2 separate regions of the Capsicum annuum genome follow, and region 1 is linked to region 2. The links are chromatin contacts, called in public Hi-C maps. All regions are on one chromosome and are shown on one strand. The core of a region is the stretch at or near the end of the contact, and the rest is flanking DNA. Distances in the headings are between cores, read along the strand shown.

Region 1 (4,019 bases), core at 193-2,692, 230 kb after region 2:
AATTTGCAAGTGTTGCAACAATTATTCAAGAGTCAAATCTTTCTTTTTGTATAAGAATTTGCTTCGGTACTTTTTTCAAGATGGAGGAAGTTTTGATACAATAGCACCAACATGAAAATTTTCATCAAAAGCAATTTCAGATATAACAATTTTATTAGATGTAAGTTGGAATTCTTGTACTTGTTCAGTGATTGACTTGTCATCAACCATTTTGAACTCCATATGATTTGAAACGAGAAATTTCTTAGAACTCGCCTCTTCTGCTAAATAAATAGCTTGATGAGTGTCCCATATCTCTTTAGCATATTTCCATTTAACATAATATTGATCATTATATTTGTTGGACATTCCTTCAAGAATATTATTCTTGCACAAATAATCATCACATTGCCATTTGGCAATTTGTTCTTTAATCAAAGTAGCCTCGTCAGATGCTACCTCAGAACCAGGAGCATTAGGACAAGGTTCTTCAAGAACATATGCTAACTTTAATCGTCTTAAAAAGAATTCTATCTTTCCAAGCCATCTAGGAAAGTCTTTGCCATCAAATATTTCAAAATTAGGATTAGGCAAAAATAGAATACTATTTGATATTGATGTAGAAGCCATAGAGACAACTATCTTCAAATTGTTAGAACAATAATGATAATTGTACAAGAAATTCAAAATAAAACTTGCTTGGCTTAGAGGCACGATAATACGCTTCTCGAAGATAGTTGGAGTCTCTCCCACGAGCAAACGGAAGAACAAGTGAAGTGACAACTCTATCTTCGGGATTCAACTAAGCCACAAAATAAGTAGCATTCAAGAATGTTGCTCTTCTATTCTTGAATTGGTGATTTCACCATTTGATCAATGTCTCTCAAGTGTTTTTCAAGGGGAAAGTAGTTTTGAGAGCTTGACTTTTCAAACTAAAGAAAATAATATTTATAGGATGAAAGTTTCATGCATGAGAAGTATATTAATTAAGTAATAGTTAATAGGTTCATGTATGTTTTAAAACAAAAAATGTCATTCTTTCAAGAACCTATAACGTAAAACTTAATGAATAATGAATTTGTCAAATACATTTCCTTTGTAACTCAAAACTTATGAATAATGAATTTGTCAAATTCATTTCCTTTGTAACTCAAAACTTTAAGTGATGCATTTGTTTCAAAACTAATTGAAACATAACTCTTAAAAATCTTTAACCGATGTATTTGTTTCAAAATTTATTGAAACATAAAATCAACACATACTCCTTTTTGGTTATCAGATCCAGCAGTAGAAGGGCAATACATGTAAACATCAGATTTCATGCAACCATGCCAAGAGATCTGCAAGTCGAGTTGCCACTTTTATACGGTCTCCCACCCAAATTCATCGGCAGAAGCACATCATACAAGAACAAGGTAAATTTTGTCATAGACAGCTGCAAGCCTCTTCTCACAACAGAATGTACACAATTTTGCCAATTTTTTCTGTATTTGGTTTTTCATCTGTGAATAACTTGATCTCATCATAAAATTTAGGTAGACGTTCAGCATGGCCATCTCTGTAGGGACGGAGAACATCAAATGTCGTTACAATCATCGGCTGATCCTCTAGCATTTCGAGATGGATGCTCTCAGGAAAGTTCGTAGGGTCACGCCAGTTAGGAGAGTCTTTCAGGTTGAAATTCTGAATGATAATTGTTATTCATCAATTTTGCAGTAATAGCTAACAACTCGTAAATGAGAAAGATATGTATGATAACAAACTTTGTCTTCCAATTTGGCTGTCCTAAACTATGAAATATCCAAAGTATAATGTTTCATTATAAACGGGCTAGTGCTTAAATTAACAAAACAAAATTTTAAGATCTTCACTTTCACCTATAGTAGATTTGTAATTCCAGGATGCCCTTGTATTTGCTATTGTTTACCTTCCGAATTGACCTAGAACTAGACTTACTCTGATCAGCCAGCCTTGTTCTACTTCTTGCAGCCTGCAGGACTACGATGAGCTTGTATGTGGTCCTCCTGTAGTCAGCTCAACCCAATCCAGTATCATATTTTCACCCATCTGTCTTGGGTAGTCGTGTTAGCTGGCTCAATGGCAGCAACTGGAGTCCAATCCACATAGAATGGCTCTTTCACATACTTAACTTACATCATATCTTAATTAAGAACCAGTCTCTTCGCCCATGATCACACTAGACTAGTTCTACCATGCTCAAGTGAAAAGCCTGATGTGCAGTTTCTCTGAAGCAACCTTGTCAGAATATTAGATCCACTTTCTCCAGGGGATTGACCTCAAATCTGTTGTTTGATTGAATAGATTTCCTTTCTTCACTGGTCAAAGTCAGCTTCTGTCCAGACGGTTACCCTATTGGAGGTGAGAAAAGAAGATTAAGCTAGTAAGATAACTTGGTTTACATCTGCCATGTGAAGAAAGACTTACTGAGTAGGTAATAAGCTAATGTCACAGTAAAGCTGGAAGTACTCCAAAACTCTGTTCTTATATCCTTACCCAACTGTCCTGAGCCAGGGGTCTAGCGGAAACAACACTCTACTTCATCTGAGGCAGTGGTGTGGACTGCGTGCACTTTACCCTCCCCAGACTCCACTTTGTGGCTGGGTATGTTGTTGTTGTTGATCCTTACCCAACTTTAAATTCTCTTGTAAAGTTGTTCTTAGAAATATATCCATGTTATCCAGGTCCAATAAACAAGCCTGGCGAAAGAATAAAACTAATAGCAGTTATTTAGCAACACGTAGCTGCTGAAAACAATTTCTTTCCATAGGTGTTGTGGACATAACTATAAGCTATCTAAGTTACTCAACTAGACTTCAAAAGAGATTACCTGCTTTAACTCTGAGATTAAGAAAAGTAGTATGAATGCAATTTTTGAAGTAAATCAAGTATTTCTGCAATGTGGCAGCAAGATGGTGCCTAGTAATACTTAAGATCCTTTCTCAAACATCATTATTGTAGAATTCTTGCACGCTGAAATGAATTTTGTAAGGTAAAATTGACCTTTTATGAGAAATGAACATGCAGTGGAGAAACATACTATTGTTGTCCCTCTCTGTTGATTTATATAGAATTTGTGTTTCACTTGTAATAATAGTACTAATGTAGGAGACTTTAAGTTGGCAATTACTGTTTTAGTGCTTGTAATAACGGGAGATTAGAGTCAAATTGGGTGGGTTGCGCTATGACCTATAACTTGATGCAACTTGACCAGGGTCAACTTGATCCAAGCGAAATTTGGATGAGTCGAGTGATGATCAATTTACTTAATCAATGTAACCTGACAGAGTTTGACTCAACCTACACTCTGTGATTTTACAGTCCTAGAACTCAAGAGATCCCTTTGATATAATCTTGACTAAAAAAGGTTAATCCCTGACCCATGAATTGCGAAATGAAGAGCACATTACAAAATGTGCATTTTCAAGCCATAATCGGGATAATGCATGTGAAAGTGTGAGTTGACTTCAAGAAGCATTTACTCTAAACATTTCAGTAAAATCTTTCAGGTAAAGGTGAAACTAGTAGCCGAGCACAGGGAAAACCGTTTATTAAAAAAAAGTGATTTCATAAATAAGCATGTATAAAATTTCATAGGTACAACATCATATGCGATCACAAAGAAGCAAACACATTTTCTTCCTCCCAAATTACCCTGAAGCATTAGAAAAGAGGAAGAAATAATACACGAGAAGAAAGGTTTAACTTGTATAATGCAAGGGGAGGACACTTATACACCTAAATCAAAATAATAACACTTCTACCCATCCCTTCTATTATTATAATGAACAATAATATAAGAGGAGTTCAATGCTTCAAGCGTGTTACTAGGAAAGCATCCCATGCTACACCATTCATAGGCAAATGCCAGATCCCAGAAGAAAGTCTTTAAAACTTCCAATTTTCTGTATCAAGTATGCAATACGCAAATGCGCAAGACAAAATGAGTGTTGTAGCATGCATACCAGGAAAAGAAAGATCAGCTCCCAATTATCTGTTCGAGACCACTCAAGTTATGACTG
Region 2 (4,333 bases), core at 1,809-4,308:
TGGAACCCCACACGTTCATCGTTCAATGTTGGAAAGGCTTCAGCAAGGATAGTTGAGGAGGCAATTATGAGTTGGAAGCCAAGCAGAGTTGAAGAAGAATGAAAGACTATATGGAGAACTATGTAGCAGAAGGAAAAAGAATTTTTCCATAATAATGAAAGAAATAAAAGTAACTTAATTTTTGTTTCATTTAGTGTTTTGATGTAAAGCGAAGATCCTACTTGCACAGATGATTGGGATAACTTGTTGGCTAAGTGTGATTGAGCCACTCATTCTCATTGTACATATTTTTTAATCATCTGCATGTGATTTTAATGAAAAGTTCTGATCTATCAAAGAAATGATTATCATAAAAGCAAAGAATGAGAAAGGCGGAAAACAAACAGACAAAGTAGACACTCAAATTATTTCTAAACATGTGAGCTTCACAGGTTAGAGAGAGATAAGATTCTACATTACCTTTTAATCTTTCATTCAAACTCAGCATCTCTCGGCCTACAAACTCTATGATGAGACATCCAATACATGGAGAGTTTATATGAGTAATATCCGCTACTGGACCATAATTGATCTCTAGAGATGTTTGCGGCTTGATTAAGGTGTATAAAACTACAACTCTAGCTGAAAGAATTCTCATATTGATGAAGTTAATGCTCTCTAGTGGGCCAAAACAAAACAGCTAGGCTGCTTAAGTTTCAAAATATAGGTTTTGGTCAGATGCAACATTCTGAGCTCTATCGAATTGCTTCAATGCTGTATCCCGAAATAAGGCGAGTATTCCTTTACCCATACTGGTTCTCCATCATATGCATGTGGAAATTTTGAACTTTGGAAAAGCTTTTATCCCTTTTGATGAAATGAATCAGGTTCAGACCTTGAATGCCACTTGAAGCAAATCCATGTCAATAGCAGAAACAAAGTTGAAGCTTACCCATTGTTTAAGAATCAATTCTAAATTAAGCTTTTCAATATGTGCACCATACTCATCCATTTAGCAGCTATTCCTCAACTGCTAGGCATAAACCTTCATCCCGTGAATCCTCCATCAGTAGCCTCAACGTTGAATAAATGCCTATGTCCTTACTGCCACAACTAAGAGTTCGGTTTGCTTGGAACATGATTACACAATTGCATACACTAATCCAACTGTAACTATCTACTTCCTTTTTTATCCTCTCTTTCATCTCCTTCCTGACCCGAACAAGGCTCTCCCATCTTCCCCTGGACTCGTATACTTGCGCTAGCACCAAATAAGGCAAAGATGATTCTGGTGCTAACTCCATTATCTTCCCTGCAACCTTTTCAGTTTCTTTTAAGTATCCATAAATATCACAAGCAAGAAGTATCGATTCCCATATTTCGCTGTTGGGCTCATGAGGCATATTTTGTAATATATCTCCAGCTTCTTCAAGTTTACCAGCTCTGGTCATCATGCCCACAACACAAGTGTAGTGCTCAATGCCAGGTCTAACTCCAAATTGCTCTTCCATTGAAGAAAATATAGCTATACCTTCATCGACAAAACCACCATAGCTGCAAGCTAACAGAACAGTGGTCAATGTTATTTGATCAGGTTGACCACCGACTTCAAGTAGTTCATAATAAAGACTGAGTGCTTTGGTAGGTTCACCATTGATAGCCAGCCCAAAGATCATGGCATTCCAAGATATCAAATCTCTTGTTAGTAGCCCGTTGAAAATATTAGAGGCAGAATCAATTAATCCGTACTTACAGTACATGTCTACAAGTGAAGTGGAAACAACAGGATCTGATACAAACCCCAACTTGATTACCAAAGAATGGGCTTGAATCCCCAGGTCCACAGGGAAGGTTGTGGAACAGCTAAGAATGCAGCTGAGTGTAAACTCAGTAGGTCTAACATTCTCCCTCAAAGTTAGGACGAATAAACGTAAGGCGCCTTCTTCTAAACTGTTCTGTGCATAGCTCGAAATCATCGAATTGCACAGAGCTGTATCCCAAATATCTGAATCCCTGAATAAGCGAGCTGAATCCTCAATTCTGTGGCAGTTAGAAAACAAGTCAATTGCTGCACTTGAAACAATCGTGTTGCACAAAACCCCCATCTTTATGCAAAGACATAAGATTTGCTTGCCCTTCTCCAAACTGCACAAGTTAGAACAGCCAATAAGCACTGATGACATAGTGAACTCATCCGGTGAATATTCACAAGCTCTCATCAAAGAGAAATTAGACAGAGCTGTATCTTCATACCCTGATTTACAACAGCTCGAAATCAACGAGTTCCATGAAATAACATCCACCGTCTCCATCGCTAAAAATACACCAGTAGCATAGTCCAATAACCCAAGCTTTCCATAAAAATCAATCAGCGTATTCCCAACCACCACATTACCCAAATCCACACCATTCCTCAGCATGTTTCCATGTATTTCCTTGCCATGGAAAGCAAACTCTACATACGAAATCAATATCGAGAAAGTATATCCACTAGGCCTAATACCATACTTTTGCATTTCCAAGAAAACACCCAAAGCATTCTCAAACAACCCATCTGAAGCATACCCCGAAATCATCGAATTCCAACTCACAACATCTCTCTCAGGCATTTCATCAAACAATTGACGTGCATTTTCCACATCACCAAATTTCACGAAGACTTTCAAACACATGTTCCATGACACAACATTCTTGATGGGTGTTTCATCAAACACTTTTAAAGCATCAACTTTTTCTCCAACTTTGCTGTACATATCAAGACAACAATTACCCAGAAAAGTATTCTTGTTGAAACCAAGTTTTATCAATTTCCCATGAAGTATTTGCAGAGAAGTGAATGAGAGGGACTGGGTTATGAGGCGAGAATAAAACGAAAGTGAATGTGTGTGGTATCTGTAAACTCTTTGTACAAATTGGTACATACAAACAAGTAGAAAAAGCTAATGCAAAAATGACAATGCCCAGAAATCCCGTTCACTGTAGATTTGAATATTTAGTAAGCCGTTACTTGGTAGTGTAACGGCCCAGGTGGGTGCCGGTATTGCTTCCGTATTTTTGAAGTTGGAATTCAATAATTTAGTAATGGGTATTTCAGATTACATATCATATTTTAAAATATGGTTCGATAATTGATCAATTAAATTTTGATTGATATGATATTTGATAATGCCATATTAAAGTTGGAGTTTTGCAAACTATGTTTAAACTTCAGAAAATATATTTAATAAAATTATCAACGTCCAAAAGATTCTTTGAAATGATTAATATTATTGTCTATAGGTTTGTTAGACATATGTATATATGCAAGCTATGTTTACACTTCAGAAAAAGTATATTTAATAGAAATCTTATTTAATATTTTTTTATGCTTTTTATGAATACATTATTGAGGTTCAAGAGATTCTTTGGAATGACTAATACTATAATTTATTGGGTTAGTTACACATATCGCGCGAGTGTATACATACATACACACACACACACACACACACACACACATATATATATATATATATATATATATATATAATAATAATTTAATATACGGTAAATACGGAATATCAAACGATATTAATATTTTGTACCAAATCCAATCATGAATATCGAAATATTAAAATTTTTACTCAAAAATTTCTTACCAAATACCAAATTACCAAATACCAAATACCAATTACCAATTACCAATTTTTTCTATTCGATTCAGTAATTCAATTTGATATTTTATGCTCAGCCCTACATACAACTATAAAATCATCATATGCTACGTGCGCTTTTGTCCATCGAAATTTTTTCCCTTTTATAGAAATTTTCTTTTATTTTATTTCAAACACACTCTAACGGTCTGGTTGGCAGGGAAAGAGTTATCCAAGATAATTAATTTCACAATTAATTATACATGATAAATAATTTATTATATCACTATAGTATAATTGATGAAATAGATAATTCTGGTACTAACACACACCTCTAATCAAATATAGGATAAAATAATCATTTATGCCTCATCACACCAAACGCCCCTAAGTTGGTGTTTGGACATAAAAATTTCAAATACAACTTGAAGTTGCATATGAAATTTTTTTACTATTTTTTTCACTCCACTCCTTTTACAAAAATTTAAAAACAACTCCAATTTATATTCATAGCCAACGATAATAACTTCAACTCCAACTCCAATTTTTTTAATTTCCATAACCAAACGACTACTACATATATGAAAGTTTTATTTTAAAATGTAAATTGAATTTTTCTTAAGTTGTATTTCTCATAAATATGAAAATCTCCCAAAGTTGTGATAAATATTAAGTGGGTGACCACCAAAGGATTTGGTGCAGCGATAGGACTGCTCCTCCCT

Evidence for each region. A called contact is a pair of places that touch in the nucleus more often than the background predicts.
Region 1: a Hi-C map of leaf shows a contact between it and region 2, with 2.6 times the contacts expected there. The contact joins the enhancer-like site here to the promoter of LOC107867756 in region 2. A contact is called at or near these places in 2 of 5 Hi-C or Micro-C datasets (leaf and placenta).

The regions. Positions count from the first base shown.
Region 1 is chr4:166,286,164-166,290,182 of UCD10Xv1.1, forward strand. It overlaps LOC107867755 (pentatricopeptide repeat-containing protein At3g26540), which reads right to left. Exons shown (of 2, transcript XM_016714149.2): 1 at 3,963-4,019; 2 at 1,715-2,349. Among protein-coding and RNA genes, the nearest start is that of LOC107867755, 4.7 kb to the right of the region's middle. Within about 2 kb of position 1,443, at least 1 of the 5 cell types and tissues checked has an H3K27ac peak or open chromatin away from gene starts, as enhancers often do. A contact at or near this core is called in leaf, where this site is marked.
Region 2 is chr4:166,051,979-166,056,311 of UCD10Xv1.1, forward strand. It overlaps LOC107867756 (pentatricopeptide repeat-containing protein At1g43980, mitochondrial), which reads right to left and starts at 3,059. Exons shown (of 5, transcript XM_047410846.1): 1 at 460-3,059. The coding sequence starts at 2,900. The coding sequence ends at 999.